2 separate regions of the Mus musculus genome follow, and region 1 is linked to region 2. The links are chromatin contacts, called in public HiChIP or PLAC-seq maps. All regions are on one chromosome and are shown on one strand. The core of a region is the stretch at or near the end of the contact, and the rest is flanking DNA. Distances in the headings are between cores, read along the strand shown.

Region 1 (3,211 bases), core at 305-2,804, 110 kb after region 2:
CCACATTTTTTTTTATCCATTCCTCTATTGAGGGACATCTGGGTTCTTTCCAACTTCTGGCTATTATAAATAAGGCTGCTATGAACATACTGGGGCATGTTTCTTTCTTACTAGTTGGAACATCGTCTGGATATATGCCCAGGAGAGGTATTGCGGGATCCTCCGGTAGTACCATGTCCAATTTTCTGAGGAACCGCCAGACTGATTTCCAGAGTGGTTGTACAAGCTTGCAATCCCACCAACAATGGAGGAGAGAAGTGACTACAGCAAAACCAACAGAATTCACAGCTCTTCTTAAGAGAGGCCTGACCTCTCCCCTCCAATGCACGCCTGATCTCAGGAGCAATTTCCCCTATTCGGTTACTGAAAAGCCCTTTAGTTAATGTGTCTCCAGTGTCACCAAGATTTATGTCCTAGACACCGTGTCTAGGATTACAGGATGTGCCTCCATGCCCAGTACCAGTAGAGTTCTTAAGCTGCTTGTCAAGGGAACTGGCAGAGCCAGAAAGGAACAAAGACAAACTTCCATGTTTTCTCCTTAAAATGAGGTCTAACCCTCTGAAGTCTTCTGATATGAAGCCTGTGCCTGGAGGGTCCCTGGTGATAAGGGCACGGAGTGACCCTAATTAGGGCAGCTCTCTCACATAGCCTGACATAGGCTCAACTAAGAAAGAATTATAAAGTTAAAAAAAAAGCTCTACTTTTAGACTCCAGGGTCACTAAGTACATGTTTTACCAATGAGCCACACTACCAGCCCACGTAAGGAACATTTTAATTTTTTTTTATACTGTGCCTGTGTATGTGTGGGTGTGATGAGTGGCTGGGTAGACAGGTGCCACCATACATTCCAGGGATCAGAGGACGACTTTTGGGTGTCAGTTCTCTCCTTCCATTGTAGGTTCTGAAGGCTGGACTCAGTCCTCAGACCTGCACAGCAACACTTGTACTGGCTGAGCCATCTCACCCATCCCACAACGAACATTCTGAGGAAAAGTGTCTCAGGAGAACCCAGGAAGAAACTGAGCTAATAGCTCCATAGCTTGCCTCAGCCAGCCCCCCTTTCCAAATTCCATGTCTCTGTTGCCCAAAGCTTGAACTTTCTGGAACACTCTCTGTTCAGTGGTCTCAGTGGGGGCTGCATGACGTGCTGGGAGAGGATCACACCATGTGACTCACTTTCCTAAGGAGGTACCTGCGCTTCTGAGAACCTGCTACACAGGAACTGGAAGTGCCACAAAGGCTGAGGCAGCACCTCAGTTCCCTTGCAGAGCCATCTGGGCAGGAGCCCTGTGCAGGGCTCGGGAGTCACCTGCTTTTGGGGGGTGCCAGGGAGCATATTATGGTGGATAATTAAGAGCAATCGGACCCAGGCCCTGACTGATCGGCTCTGAGGTAGTGAAACAATAAGCCCGTGGCTCTCAAATCTGGCCCTGCCTATCTCTGCCAGAGCAGGCCAGCCCGACACCCAACTTTTATCTAACAGGCAGAGGACAGTACAACACTGGCCTCTTGACCACTCAGAGAGTTCAAGCTCTCAGGGCCTCCTCAGAGACAGATATGACTCAGAGGAAGCCTGGCTCCCTTCTCAAAACCCAGAGTCTTCTAGACAACTCATTGCCCAATTCTTTATGTGCCACACTTGATTATCTCCCAGTTTCCTATTTCTGTGTGATTGTGCAAGCTTCTCTCCTAGGAAGCCACATGTTTATCACATGATGGTAGCCACAGGCCACCAGCAGAGGGAGGGAGGATGCTGGGAAGTCTCCTTTCCTGGACCCTGTTCTAGTTCAAAACTGTGGGTAGTGCCTTCCCATAGACAGCATCCTTCGATTTGGCTTCCCTGGTGGAGGGGAGGCGGTCAGCACAGGCAAGGTCAGAAGGCAGTTCCTGGGCTCCTTTATATACTCCGTTAGACCTGGGCTCCAAGCCTTCTCTTCCCCTCAGCTTCTAATTGTTGGGGCAAATGTGCCCTAAAACCATGAGATCAGAGCATTCTGCAGGCTGAGGAGACAGGCACATGCGCTGCTGTTGCGTCTGGCTGACTAGAGCCTCAGTGCTTGGGTTAGTTCTTCAGGGAGCCCTTTAGGAGAGTGAAGCTGTGTTTCACTGGGGTTTCAGGGTTGTTTTAGTAAGAGGCCCTCTTTGTCTCCCACCACAGTTAAGCCAAGAAGAGGAAGCTGCCACAGAGATGTTCACTCTCTCGGAGCCACACACACACACACAACCACACACGTACACAGGCCACACTTCCTCCCAGGCCTGACAGGAACCCTGACTTCTGCAAAGACTGCTAACCCCAACTCCAGTACCCATGGGCACATCTGGCCACAGCTGAGTTGCTGAGGATTTCCAGTGTGACTTCAGGGCCAAAAAAGGAAGAGATTCTTCTCTTGCCAAAGAGTATTATGGCCCCAAGACACACACAAGGTGACTTTCCATATGACTCACCTGATTCTACAAGCACAAGACATACTCACTCCCTACCCAGACCCTCATTCTTCTAAGCAAGGCAGTGAAGGTGCACAAAGGCCTTAGAAGTTATCAGGGTTGGGGGCTGGAGAGATGGCTCAGTGTTTGAGAGCACTGACTGCTCTTCCAAAGTTCCTGAGTTCAAATCCCAGCAACCACATGGTGGCTCACAATCATCTGATGCCCTCTTCTGAGATGTCTGAAGACAGCTACAGTTACTTACATATAATAAATAAATACATTTAAAAAAGAAGAAGTTATCAGGGTTACAAATGCTTTGTTCTGGGAAACAAAACCCGTCTCTAACTCTGCAGGTGTCAGGGAGAGTGAAAGGAGGACTGAAAGATACAATGTGCCATGGTTCTGCCACAAAGAACACCCAAGCTGCTGGCTCAGAAGCCACACCACAATTAGCATCCTGTCATTTGCTCATTTTATACACATTTCATGTATCCCCGGGAGGCCACAGAGAGTATGAAGCACGTAGGCTAATTTTTTTTTTTTTTGGTATTGTTTTTCGTTTTTGTGGTGCTGTGGGTTTGTGCTTTTGGACAAATGCTCTACCACTGGGCTATACATCCAACCCCCTTATTTAAAACATATTTTATTCTTGTTTGTTTGTTTGTTTATGTGTGTAGATGTGCACACAGAGGTCAGAGCACTAGCCTTAGGAGTTGGTGATCTCCTGCCACCTTGTGGGATCCAAGGACTAAACTCACGCCATCAGGCCATCAGGCAAGA
Region 2 (3,217 bases), core at 159-2,658:
CAGGTGGCTACTGGTACCCCTCTTCACGGAGAAGGAAGCTGAGAACAGGAGGGTAAGCTGTCACAGGACCACCTATGGCAAAGCCAGGATTCAAACCCAGCTGTGACGAGCTCTGGTTGTGCTTGTCCCTACAACACTTGTGGCCTTGAAAACATGGCTGTCAGGATACAGGTATCACCTTCAACATTCAAGTTCTCTCCAGCCCCAAAAAAGTTCATAATGTGTCTATCAATCCACTCATTTGTTCATCTAGCAGTGGAGTCCATTAGTTCTGGGAGTCTAATGAGAAGAAAATACAAACTGTTCCAGAGTTTACACTGGTGGGCACAGTAAAGATGGGAAAGACAGGTGCATTTTAAATAAGTGTTCATGAGGGACAAACATGGGGCCTGGAAAGGCTTTTCTGAGGTCATTCCAACTTGGGCACTGATGGAGAGAAGCCAGGTAAATGGGGAAGACCATTTACGGTCTACAGAGGTCAGGAAGTGTTTTGGTCTAAGCAGGCTCAGGCAGAGCTAAGGGGGAGGGTGTCATGGAAGCCTTAGCAACAAGAGGACTTCTGTGAACATCCTCCAACATTAAACCTGTGCTCTTCTCCTGTGAACAGCAGCAGGTAACACCGGCTGATACTCTCTACTCTGGAACCAACTGTTAGTTAGGACCATATCCAGCCAACTGCTTCACTTTGTAAAGGCAGCACTGGGATGCAACAGCCTTCCAAGGTCTCAGGTAAGCGTCATCCTCCTGCAGCCTCCTCACACACTTCTCTGTCCATGGAGTGACAGAGGGACCTGCGTCCTGGCAGAGGAAGCTCCATTCCAGTGCTCAAAGGACTCCCATGCAGACAAAGCCAGCATTCCCCAGGAACATTCACACACAGGACCTGGCTCTGCCGCTCTCTCTAGAAGCACTTTCAAGGCTCCACTAGGATGGGGGCTGGGGTTGAGGATCCAAGTCCAATTGCCCTAAAGAACCCAGGTCCAGACCGGCCTCCAAGGGCTTGGAGGTGACCCAGGCCTCAAGAGGGCTAGAGTGACCAGTTCTAACACCAGTCTGCCATAGAGACATGCCCTCATGGGAGACTCACCAGTTTCTGGAAAAGATGGCCCATGGTGACCTGGCTGTCCCACTGCTGCACCTTGGGGCAGAGGTTGTCGTAGAACTCCTTGTGGATCTCGTAGATGTCCTGGATCTTGTAGAAGATGGTCTCAATCTGTTGGATGGTGAGCACAGGCTGGGAGGTGGTGGCTGTGGCCTTCAGGGGTTTCATGGGCTGAAGAGGAAGAGGAACAAAGTACAAAGGTGGTGATGAATGAACCAGAGCGTTCGTTGGCAGGTCCTGGGCAGATTGTGACACTGATTACATGCAGCGCCGCCCAAGTTCTGCCTAGGCAGGGCCGCTGAAGTCAGAGCACCTGAAACACGATTTCTCAGAGCTGCTGTCACAGGTCCCAACAAGCCACATGCAGAGAGAGGGAACCTGGCAGCAGCGATCTGACATAGTAGCCACAGCACTTCCCTTCCCCAACACAACCTTAGCTCACAACCCCTGGCTCGTTTGTGTGTGTTCACTGGTCCATTGAGCAGGTTCCTAGTCTCTTCCACAATGGCCTCAGGCCCCAGTCATAAGCCTCCTTGTCATGCTTCAGTGGGACAGTGTTACCTGGGAGGCCAGCTCCTTGGCTGTTTCCTTTTGAGAAACAGAAGGCAGTTCTAGTACTCAGGAGGTAAAACCAAAGAGAGATTCAACACTAGCTCAAGCCAGATCTGTACTGGAAGCACTCCAGAGGCTGAGGCAGGAGGATTGCAGGCCAGCCTGGGCAACACAGTGAGAGCCAGTCTCAAAAAAGAAACCAATGTTAGCTCAGAGAGGAACGGGTACATACATGCCACCCTCCTACTTTCCACATCCGTGGCAGACATGCAGACATTACTAAGCGAGCGTGATGATCTTTCCCACTGAGTGTGGTTTTGGTCACAAGACTCTTTCTCAATGCCTGTTGACATGAAAATGAAAGCAGCTAGTCATCCTTGCTCATCTATACCAAGATCACCAGCACCCTCAGTGGAAGGGGCAGTGACTGTCCCTGGCAGTGACTGGGCAATGGCCCAGCAAGAGACAGGGTGTAGAAATATGGACAGGGAAGGCACACATAGGCAAGGGAGAACAGCCTACAACCTTAAGGCAGTATGGAAAGGGTTTCCCTGCAGACCTGGGAGCAGTGGGAGACGACAGAGTCAGCATGGACTCACCAGAGCTGTCAGCGACACACAGGATGAGGCTGTGGGCCGACTAAGGAGAGAAGCATTCCAGGAGAGAGTGTGAGAGTTAACAGCTGAGGTGCTGGGCCGTGAGATCACCTACACCGAGGGAAGCAGAGCTACCAATGGCTCCTTCAGTGCTATGACAGCCAACCTGGGTTCATCACAGAGGCCAGCCTTCCATCCTAACTGTACTCCATCTTCCTGATGACAGTGGCTAAGCCCAAGTCTCATATATCCAGACAATGTCCAACTGTTGACTTTCTTTGTCCTCTACATTCTACAAAGTCCGGAAACAAGACAAAGCCAGGCCCAAGAAGACCCACTGACCCTCCTGGCACTAGAACCAAGTAACCTTTAGTAACAGGTTCTTGCTAAAAAACAGGATGGGATTCAATCTTGGTCAGGGCAGGCAGTATGGGCTGCAGCCAGAGTCTGCCATTTACTAGTTGGAAGCAAGTCACTCCCCATTTCTGGGTGTATCATCTCTTTACTAGCAGGCTCATGTGTGGGACTGAAGTGGTATTACCTTCTCAAAAGAACCAATAGGAAGAGTGAATCTCAAAAGTCACACATTACATAGAATATCTAGGGGTTGGAGATGACTCAGTGGTTAAGACTGCTTCCTGCTCTTGCAAAGGACATGGGATCAGTCCTTAGCACCCACATGGTAGCTCACAACCACCTGTAACTCCAGTTCCAGGGGATCTGACATCCTCTTCTTGCCTCTAGTTTGAGCATGCATGCAGTGCACATAAACTCATGAAGACACATACATATAAAGATGGTAAATAAATCTTCAAAAAATAATAAAGAGCCGGGTGTGGTGGTGCACACCTTTGATCCCAGCACTCGGGAGGCAGAGGCAGGCAGATTTCTGAGTTTGAGGCCAGCCTGGTCTACACAGTGAGTTCCAGCCCAGCCAGGGCTACACAGAGAAACCCTGTCTCAAAAA

Evidence for each region. HiChIP or PLAC-seq counts read pairs in DNA pulled down with a chosen protein or histone mark.
Region 1: a contact with region 2 is called in an HNF4G HiChIP or PLAC-seq map of pancreatic cancer cells. The contact joins two enhancer-like sites. A contact is called at or near these places in 1 of 484 Hi-C or Micro-C datasets (nephron progenitors), 10 of 115 datasets of contacts at active chromatin or transcription factors (CD8 T cells, the HPC-7 cell line, bone marrow-derived macrophages and 6 more) and 4 of 9 other capture datasets (adipose tissue, bone marrow-derived macrophages, macrophages and 1 more).

What each region holds. Positions count from the first base shown.
Region 1 is chr11:76,585,912-76,589,122 of GRCm38.p6, forward strand. It overlaps a transcript of Abr not described here. Among named protein-coding and RNA genes, the nearest start is that of Abr, 16 kb to the left of the region's middle. Within about 2 kb of position 1,555, at least 177 of the 459 cell types and tissues checked have an H3K27ac peak or open chromatin away from gene starts, as enhancers often do. A contact at or near this core is called in CD8 T cells, bone marrow-derived macrophages, macrophages and 3 more, where this site is marked.
Region 2 is chr11:76,477,908-76,481,124 of GRCm38.p6, forward strand. It overlaps Abr (active BCR-related gene), which reads right to left. Exons shown (of 23, transcript NM_198895.2): 4 at 1,088-1,273. Among named protein-coding and RNA genes, the nearest start is that of Timm22, 72 kb to the left of the region's middle. Within about 2 kb of position 1,409, at least 150 of the 459 cell types and tissues checked have an H3K27ac peak or open chromatin away from gene starts, as enhancers often do. A contact at or near this core is called in CD8 T cells, bone marrow-derived macrophages, macrophages and 3 more, where this site is marked.